Linked DNA regions of Sus scrofa: region 1 is linked to region 2. Evidence: chromatin contacts called from public HiChIP or PLAC-seq data. All regions are on one chromosome and are shown on one strand. Each heading gives the region's core, a stretch centred on a gene start, on an enhancer-like site or on the middle of the called end of the contact. The rest is flanking DNA. Distances are from core to core; before and after follow the strand shown.

What was found. HiChIP or PLAC-seq counts read pairs in DNA pulled down with a chosen protein or histone mark.
Region 1: a contact with region 2 is called in an H3K27ac HiChIP or PLAC-seq map of alveolar macrophages. The contact joins two enhancer-like sites. A contact is called at or near these places in 2 of 5 promoter capture datasets (fetal liver and liver), 1 of 47 Hi-C or Micro-C datasets (fetal heart ventricle) and 1 of 2 datasets of contacts at active chromatin or transcription factors (alveolar macrophages).

Annotation. Positions count from the first base shown.
Region 1 is chr13:54,018,030-54,022,698 of Sscrofa11.1, forward strand. No RefSeq gene overlaps it. Among named protein-coding and RNA genes, the nearest start is that of SHQ1, 160 kb to the right of the region's middle. Within about 2 kb of position 1,517, at least 3 of the 83 cell types and tissues checked have an H3K27ac peak or open chromatin away from gene starts, as enhancers often do. A contact at or near this core is called in alveolar macrophages, where this site is marked.
Region 2 is chr13:53,827,202-53,832,149 of Sscrofa11.1, forward strand. No RefSeq gene overlaps it. Among named protein-coding and RNA genes, the nearest start is that of RYBP, 20 kb to the left of the region's middle. Within about 2 kb of position 1,455, at least 4 of the 83 cell types and tissues checked have an H3K27ac peak or open chromatin away from gene starts, as enhancers often do. A contact at or near this core is called in alveolar macrophages, where this site is marked.

The DNA of each region.
Region 1 (4,669 bases), core at 267-2,766, 190 kb after region 2:
AAGACTGTAGGGCTTCAGCGCCCCGCCCCTGCCCCCCCCCCAGGATGCTGGGGAGAGGGGGTGGAGAGGAGTCGTGGCAGGTAAGGAAAATCTTGGGAAACTACAAAGTTAAGTAGCTTTTAAAAAGCTGAAACCTGGCTGGGAAATCACTGCAAGAGTACAAATTGAAAAATGTGCTAGCGACAGCTGAGTATCTGTCAACTGACAAGAGAGGGCTTTGCGCAGAAAACGGAGCAGAGCTCAGTGTCAGGGGGACAGATTGGCCCAATTAAGGATAAGAGAGGTTGGGGAGGAGGAGTGAGTTATGGGCCCAGACTTGGCGAGGGGGCGCAGGAGTCTCTGGGGTGTCCTGTGCTCTGCCCACAACGTCAGGTGAGCCTAAAGGAGGGGGCCTCAACAGACAAAGAGGAAGGGAAAGGACCCCTCAGAGGGCTGTGTGTACCTCTGCTGCCCTACCCTCACTCCACACACACACCCCAAGGGTGCATCGCTGCTCAGAGCTTGGCGTTTCCTAAGTGTGTGCTCTGTGGAACGCTGATTGCATAACAGTCTCTAGAGAAGAGAAGAGAGGGTAGGTGTTCTGTGGGAAGCCCCTCTTGGAGATTCCTTCCTTCAACAAGTGTCCGTGGAGTCTGTTCCAGGCATGACCCTGGGACTGGGATTTCAGCAGTAGACAGTAGGGGCTAAATGACACCCTGTTTCAGCAGCTATGCAACCCTTTGGGGAAAGCAGGTATTAAATTACATCAGCTAAGAGTTCCCATTGTGGCTCTGGGGGTCAAGGACCCAACATTGTCTCTGTGAGGATGTGGGTTTGATTCCTGGCCTCACTTGGTGGGTTAAGGATCTGGCCTTGCTGCAAGCTGCAGCACAGGTCGCCGATGTGGCTTGGATCCCTCGTTGCAGTGGCTGTGGTGTAGGCCAGCAGCTCTAGCTCTGATCTGACCCCTAGCCCGGGAACTTCCATATGTCTCAGGTGGGGTCCTTAAAAAAAAAATTTCAAGACAGCGACAGCAAGGCATGAAACTCAAAAGGACAGGGCCCCTCTGAGCCCGGGGCCCTGTGTGGCTGCCCAATCAGCATGCCCATGGAGCTGACCCTGCCTGTGGTCAAGGAAGGCAGGAGACGGCTGGAACTTGCTTAGCACAGTAGCACATGCTCGCTCCAACACAGAACACCTTTTGGGGTTAACAGCCCATGGATCCCCTCTTGGAAACTTGACATCAGCTCGTTCAAACCTAGTAAGAGCTTTGGGAGTCGGGGAAGACCAGGGTAATCACCACTTTGCCCAGAGGGAGAAACTGAGGCAAGGAGAGGAAAGAGTGTCACTCAAAATATGACGGTAAGAGGGAGTGAGGGTAGCTCCACACCAAAACCTCCAGCCTCCGGGTCCAGCATTTTCCCCTGAGAAGTATCAATCTTCCCAACCCTCCGAGACGCTTTACACATCCCTTGTTTGTCGCTCAGGAGAGGGCTGTAATGCTGGCAGGTTGCCAGCCTGAAGCCAGTATTTATTAGGAAATCTCCAGACATGCCAGGAAATTACAGACCAGCAAATTAGTTTAGTCATTTCACTAGTTTATTTAAGGAGCTCTTTGCAAGCTCTGGGGGAAAAAAAAAAAAAAAAGCTCTTTCAAGCTCAAGTTGTTGGAAGGGGTGTTTTTTAGTGCCTCAGAAATGCCATGTTATCCTGAGCATCTGAAGTCCTCCTTGGTGAAAAGTCCCAGCAGACCCAGAAGAAACTTTGATGAAAGTTAAGAATAGCACTGTTCCCCTCACAAGTATGGCAGCCAACCTCCTGGACAGCTCCCAATGACCCCTAACTCCCAGTATTCACACCCTTGAATAACCCTCTCCCATGCAAATAGGGCTGAACTCTAGTCAATAGAATATTGCAGAAATAAGGTTTGTGATTTCCAAGATTAGGTCATAAAAGATATTGAAACTTCCTTCTTCCTCTCTCTTGGATCACTCACTCTGGGGGAAGCCAGCTGCCACATCAGGAGGACACTCTAGCAGCTCTGTGGAGAGGTTCATGTGGCCAGGACCTAAAGTCTTGTTCTAAGAGCCAGACAGTTAAGCCATCTGGGATGTGGATCCTCCAGCTTCAGTCAGGCCTTCAGATGAAAGTAGTCCTGGCTGATGTATTGCCTGCAGCCTCTTGAGAGATCTTTAGTTAGAACTACCAAGGGAAGCTGTTGTTGCCTCCCTGATCCACGGAAGTCAGGTGATAATAAATCTCTGGTTGTTTTAAGCGATTAAGTTTTGGGCTTGTTTGTTATACAGAAATAGACAACTGATACCCTCTGTAAAAAATGGTAATGGGAAATCAACTACCATGGAGTAGGAGGGAACTGCTGTCCTTAAATTAGATCTAAACATGGTCACATCCTTTAGGTCATTGTGTTCTCCTGTTTCTACAACTGTGATTTCAGGAGAGCCCCAGGGACATAGGAGTCACACATTTTGGAGGGTGATGGGGAGGTAGGGAAGGGAGATTGAGTCACTATCTGAGGCTTTTACACAGGATCGTTAAGGTGGTGTGTAGCCCTTTGTGGGGTAATATGAGGCCACATACCAGAGGTGAGAAGCAGCACACACTCCAGTTACATATTCTACAGCTTGAATTGTTACTTAAACAATAACCCTTGCTGATGATTACTGAGCACTCTTTATGCTGAGTACTTCACATTTCCTTTTGGTCCTTTACCTAAATTAACCTTCCCAATAACCCAATGACATGGTTCATTGGTCATACATAACACATCCATCAGGAGGTCAAAACCCAACTTAAATTGGTTTAAGCCCTAATGGGCACTGATGGGCTCCTTAAATGAGAAGTGCAAGAGGTGCTGTGGGCTTCAGGAACTGCTGCATCCAGGATCTCAAAGTTTTCACTCTCCTTCTCTCCCTCCCCTACTCATCTTCTTGATTTTTTCCCTCAAGAAAATTGGACACCAGTAGGTCAGGTCTATGGTCTTGTGACTCATAATTTAAAACCAAGAAAGATCCTTTCCTCCAGCAGCCCCATATCAGACTCCACTGAGGTACTCTGACTGACCCTGCTTGGGTCCTTCAGACCAATCCCTGGGGACAGGGAGAGGAGGCACAGTGATTGGATGGGTCTCAACTATGTGCCCAAGAGGTAGGAAGGGCAGAGTGATCAACAGTCCCACCAGAAACACAGTGGTGGTAATTTCCTAATCACAAAGGGATGATAGGCAGACAAAAACAACACATTTATTACTATTACTATCTTTATGTTAGAAATAAGGAAAGAGGCTCAGAGAAGCTGAAAACCTGCCTGGCATGTACAGGTAGCTGGTTCTCATAGCTAGTAAACAGTAAAACTAGATCGGTCTGACTCCAGGTCCAAAGCTTTTATCTACAGTCGGTGACGATCTCTCTACCTTCCCTACTTATAAGGTCCTCTGCCCCACACAGGAGGTCTGCAAGCAGGATTATCTCCCTTTCAAGAAGCAGAACAGAACAGTTGTCTGACCCCACTCCAGCCCCTGGGACCAATTCTGCATCCCACCCAATCCACACCCTCCCAGCCTAACCAGTTCACCCAAGCCTGGAAAGACTCCCCAGCAGGATCTCCCATCTGCCCTTGACTGTACCAACAACCAAGCTGATCACACCCATCTCCACCCCCAGGTTAAACTTTTCAATGGCATCTCCCTGTTTTTGGAATGAAGACTGGAACTCTTATCTCAGGTACAAGCCCTGAACATTGGCCCCTTGCCAACTTCTACCTTGTTTTTAACTCTCTGTCCCAGTTCTGCACAAGTGCCTTGCTTCCTCTCACCGCAGGACCTTTGCATATTCTATTCCCTTTGCTTGGAGTGTTCACTCCTCTTCTCTCTCACCTACAAAACTCATCCTTCAAATCAGCTCCCAGGCCCACACAGTTGGGGATAATTCCTCTGTTTAGGTCCTCATGGAAATTCAGAGACTTCACTGAGGTCATGAAAATACATCTATGTGTGATTTATGGTGAAAATATGTCTCTCCCACTAGATCATAAGGTCATCAGCGCAGGGATTATGTCCACGTTTCCATTCACTATATCCAGCACTTAGCCCAGTGCCTGGCTCGGAACACATTCTTAAAGAACATTTATTGAATAAATGGAAGCAAGGGAGGAAGAAGGAAGGAAAGGAGGGAGGGAGGGAGGAGAGGGGGGAGGGAGGGACTTTCCATGCCTCAAATTAAGGCTCCATGGAGTAAATCACAAGTAATTTTGAAGACGTTGATTAAACTCTTAAACTAGGATGAACATGAAGAAAATGAAACTATTACAAGCATTAGAGGATTTATTGGCTGAGCCTGGCTGCTTTTTAGTATTATTCCCTTCGTTCTCATTTCATTGGAACCAGAGGGTGAAAATCCTGGGAGGAGGGGGCAGAGGGGGAATAGGATAAAGGAAGAAAGGAGGAAAGAGAGATAGAAAGACAGACTGGAAGGAAGGGTAAATAAAGGGAGGGAGGAGGAGGGGAGGAAGATGAGGGGGAGAAAGAGGTAGAGATGAGAGCATAAGAATGAGGGAGGCAGATGGAGGAAGGAGAGAAAGGGAGGAGGGAGGAGGAGAAGAAAGGAATAGAGGGAGGGGAAAAAGGAGGAGGGACCCACTTAAGCCTGATCTAAACGAGGAAGGTCAGGAGATG
Region 2 (4,948 bases), core at 205-2,704:
AAGACATCACGTGATTCCTGGGCACAGGCATGGACCTAGTTTTCCTGTTTCTAGAAAGAGGCCTGAAGATAGAGCACAGTTGCATTTCCACAAACATTCATTACCAAGTTGTTCCAAGCTAGTAAGTGCTAGGGGACAGGGGCATGTCCTAAATATTAGGGGACGAAGAGATGAAAAGAGTCTAACATTCTCTCAGATACTTAATAAAAGTTTCACAGAGAAAGGAATGTCTGAGTGGGATCTTTCACCTGTTCCTTCACTCAACACATATTTATCGAGCCCTATCATGTGCTAGCACCATGCTGGGTGCCAGGCAGAAGACAGGCAAGATCTCGCCCATCGCAGGGCTAATGTTTGTGAAGCTACACTACAGGCCTGTTGAGTGCCAGGTCCTGGGAGACACCCCCTTTGAGATAACCATCTATTGAAACAGATGAGAGGGCCAGACAAGCCATTTTAAAAAGTACCGTGGGGGAGTTCCTATTGTGACTTAGCAGGTAACAAGCCCAACTAGCATCCATGAGGACACGGATTCCATCCCTGGCTTCAATCAGTGGATTAACGACATGGTGTGGCCGTGAGCTGTGGTATAGGTCCCGGATAAGGCTCAGATCTGGCATTGCTGTGGCTGTGGCGTAGACCGGCAGCTGCAGCTCCGATTTGATCCCTAGCTTGGGAGCTTCCATGTGCCACAGGTGCAGCCCTAAAAAGCAACAACAACAACAACAACAACAAAGTGCCACAGGTGCTCTGATCAGGAAGCTATGGGGGTAATGAAAAGGGAACCAGTCTCTTTCAATGCTTCTCAATGGGGGTAAGGGAGCAATTTTGTCCACAAAAGAACACTTTGCAGTCTTTGGACACATTTTTCTTGTTGCCATGGTAGGGGAAAGGGAGCTACTGGCATCTTGGAGGTAGATCCCGGGGATGCTGCTAAACATCCTACAGCGCCCAGGGCAGCCCCCACAACAAAGAACTATTCAACCCTAAATGTTCAAGTGCTAAAGCTGAGAAACTCGGGTTTAGTCCTAGGCTCAGGGAATACTTTGGGGACAAGTAGACAATGCTAGGTGTTCAGAATGCAGGGCATTAGTAGGGACCTGGAGTCTAATTAGAGGACATGGTAGAAGGACATAGGAGTCCCCGGGAGCTCGAGTTGAGGATGCAGGGACACTGGAGGGGAGATGGTAGGACATGAAAAAATATCCACTCTGTTTCCAGAGTAAGTAGGGGGTCTTCTGTGCCATATCGTAAAGTGTGGACTTTGGAAGGCAGTTTGGGCTGATACGATCTTTCCACCCACCACTGTCACACTCACATCCACCCACTTGGAAAATTTCAGGTCCAGAGATGTGACTCAATTTGCTTTTAAAAAATTCAGTCTAATAACAATGCAGATGATTGGCGAGGGGAGAGATTGGAGGCATGTGAGAGGCTTTTGCAATACAGAGATGACGAATGGAGGCCATGGCCGTGAACATGAGGAAGCTGCAACAGATTCCTGAGAATAGAGACATTTTTATGCTCAGTGATTAATTGGACTCTGGGAGAGAAGGAATTGCTGAGGGTGACTATGAGGTTCCCAGCTGAGGACTAGCATGAGTGGTGAGGGGTGTTACAGAGGAGAAGTAATTTGAAGGGGACATTCAGTTTAGAAATATGGTGTTTTAGGGGCAAGCTCTGTGCTTGAAGAGAAAGGTGGATCTGGGGCTGAGGAAAAAGCTACACTGGAGACACGGATGGATGTAGGGACTACTAGTGCCCGTGGGCAGTAACCAAAGGCTTGGAAGTAGAGTAGGCCGTTGGGGGAATCATCCAGTGAGAGATGAGAAGGAAAAGGCAAAGAGCAGAGTGTTGGGGTTCACCTATAGTTAAAAGAGCAGAAAGAGACAGCGAAGCAGAAGAGGGACCAGTAAGTCGCTGTCTTTTGAGAAGTGACATCTGTCAAGGAAGGGACTCACTTGAAGAATAAGAACTCGGTTGAGCTATCCAATGGAGCAGAGGCTCAGCAGGAAGTGAAATTAGATGAAGCTGCTGGACATGTCAATCAAGAAGTCACTGGTGACCTTTTCAAGAGCAGTTTCACTATAATGGCGAGTGCAGAATTTATTTAAAGACACTTGATTACCCCAAATGTAGAGGAAGAAAATGGGAATTGAATGTCTTTATATCTGGGCAGAATTTGTATAGCAGTCATATTCTAGATTTGGCAAACAGAAAAGGAGGATATCAATTAAGCAGCAACAAACCAGATTCACAATCGGCCAAATCATAAGAACACTTATTGTATACTAAAAAAGTTTGCAGGCAAGCAGCCCCAGAGTCAATCGGGCAGCTTAGCAAAGTTGTTAAGAATCTGGACTCTTTCTATTTTTCTGCTCTGTCATTTTCGTGCTTATAACTGCATGGTCACAAAATGGCAGCTCACCTGACAGCACCTAAAACAAGAAGGAAGACAGCAGGGGCCAAAATGAGGCTCGCCTCACATTCCTCTCTCCTTTTATTGGGAGACTTTCCCTTATATCTCCTTGGGAACTCAATCACATACCCTCTCCTAGACCAATTAATACAAAGGTAAACAGGTGGCCATAAATGGCTTGCAATGATCATGATTCCTTCCCTGGAGCTAACAACATAGCTACCTGAACAGAATTATGTTCAGTTCACAGGAAAGAAGAGGAACTAGCACTTGGGATGGCAACGAGCAGTGTCTGCCAGAGGAAACCATCCTTGCATAGGCTGAGGATGGATCATGGGAGAGCAAACCAGAGACCTTACAGAATGGGATGAGAGCTTCAAAAAGAATAATTTAATTTTATATTGATGTTCACAACAGAGGTATGACATCCACCATTTATTTACCAACTTTGGACAGAAGGCTGATTGCTTTGCAGACCATACACTGAGAATCACCAAGATCTAGGCAATAATTAAGATAATGCTGGCAAGAAAGGGTACTCGATGAGTGCTTACTATGTGCTAGACACTTTACATTCATTATCTCAGTTACTCTTCAAAACATGAGATAAGAGAGATGCTACTAATATTTCCATTGTATAGAGGAGAAAACAGGGGGTATAGGGGTTCAATAACTTGCCAGAAGTCCCAAGTAGCAGCTAACCCAAGGCTGCCTCACCCCAAAGTCAGACCATTCACTGTCTCCTTAGAGAAAAAGCCATCGGAAAGTTTTGTTATATCCCAAGGATAGAAGCAATTGTATGTAAGAATTGAAAACTCGGCCTGCCCGTCATGGCTCTGCAGAAATGAATCTGACTTAGCAGCCATAAGGATGCAGGTTTGATCCCTGGCCCTGCTCAGTGGGTTAAGGATCCGGCGTTGCCATGAGCTGTGGTGTAGGTCACACACGTGGCTCAGATCCCACGTTGCTGTGGCATAAGCATTTGACCCCTAGCCTGAGAACCTCAATATGCCAATATGTGGCCCTCAAAATAAAATAATAATAAAAAGAATGGAAAATTTGCTTCCATGAGCTTTCTCTCTCTACAGTGTCTGAAATATCAGTATTTTGTTTTTCCACATAACTTTGCAACTAAATACATCCAACGGACAGCCCATTCCTTCCAGATTTGCACTCTTGTTGACAAGCTCACTGGCCCTTTGTATTTCTGGAATCCAGAGATGGAGACAGAAAGGTGTGCTCATGGTTAAGTGCACATCATGGTAACCAGAACTTTTTGCTGGCAGGAAGAATGACATGGACGATGTTTGGGGGACTAGGACCAAATTGTGAGAGCACTCAATGGAGTAAAGGGGGACCTCCAACAAAAGATGACAGAAACTGTCCCAGATGTTCAAGTCCTCAAGCAGAATTCAGGCTCCCATCTCGAGACGTAAAAACAACTGGCATTTATGGTGCTATGTTCCCGGCTCTGTACTCAGTTTTACATACATCATTTCCCTGAACTTCACAATGAGATTATGGAGAAGAAATTTACTATCTCTGTTTTGCAGAGGAGGAAAATGGAGCTCAGAGTGTTTCAGCAATCTGCTTAAGGTGGAGTTCCCGTCGTGGCTCAGTGGTTGACAAATCAGATTAGGAACTATGAGGTTGCAGGTTCTATCCCTGGCCTCACTCAGTGGGTTGAGGATTTGGCATTGCCATGAGCTGTGGTGTAGGTTGCAGATGTGGCTCAGATCCCACATTGCTGTGGCTATGGTGTAGGCTGGCAGCAACAGCTCCGATTAGACCCCTAGCCTGGGAACCTCCATATGCCACAGGAGCAGCCCCAGAAAAGGCAAACAAACAAACAAACAAACAAGCAAAAAATTTGCTTAAAGTTATGCAGCTAGTGAGTGGCAGATGAGATCTGAAGATCCTCCCCAACCCCCATCTGTCCCTCCAGACTGATTGTTCTTAACCACTACACTTTACTACCTAGTAGTGGCATGTATAAATACCTCCAGGTATTGAATGAGCCTGGGGTAGCGACAGGAAGAAGGAGATCTCGAAATTCACAATCTTTCTATCTCTTTAAAATCCTATCTCTTTAAAATCCAAATATATTCCAAAGTGTGTATATTTCTGGATGAGCAGACATGCCTAAATTAAATCACGGCAGCATCTTAGAAAGCCATCTTAACAGTACCTAGAAACAAAAGTAGAGAGTCCATGAACGTTATTAACCCTTTCGCTATGCCCATAGTGTCCTGATGGTTTGGCGGAGGGACTTTCAGTTTCCTCAGAAAGAAAGGGCTCAAAGGCAAGCCAGCCTCGCCCAGGGTTGGGCTTGTGCTAAGGTTGGGATGAGTCGACTTGCTGAGTTTCTAGTTTCTTTTCCCACCATTCCTAAGACTGCAAAGACTGCCTGCTGTTGCTGCAATTAGAGCTGTGGGTAGATAGACCAGAGATCAGCTAGGAAGTGGCATGGAGATGACACCATCATCCCAGCCACATGCAGAAACTCAGGTCTAGGCCCTAATGTCCACC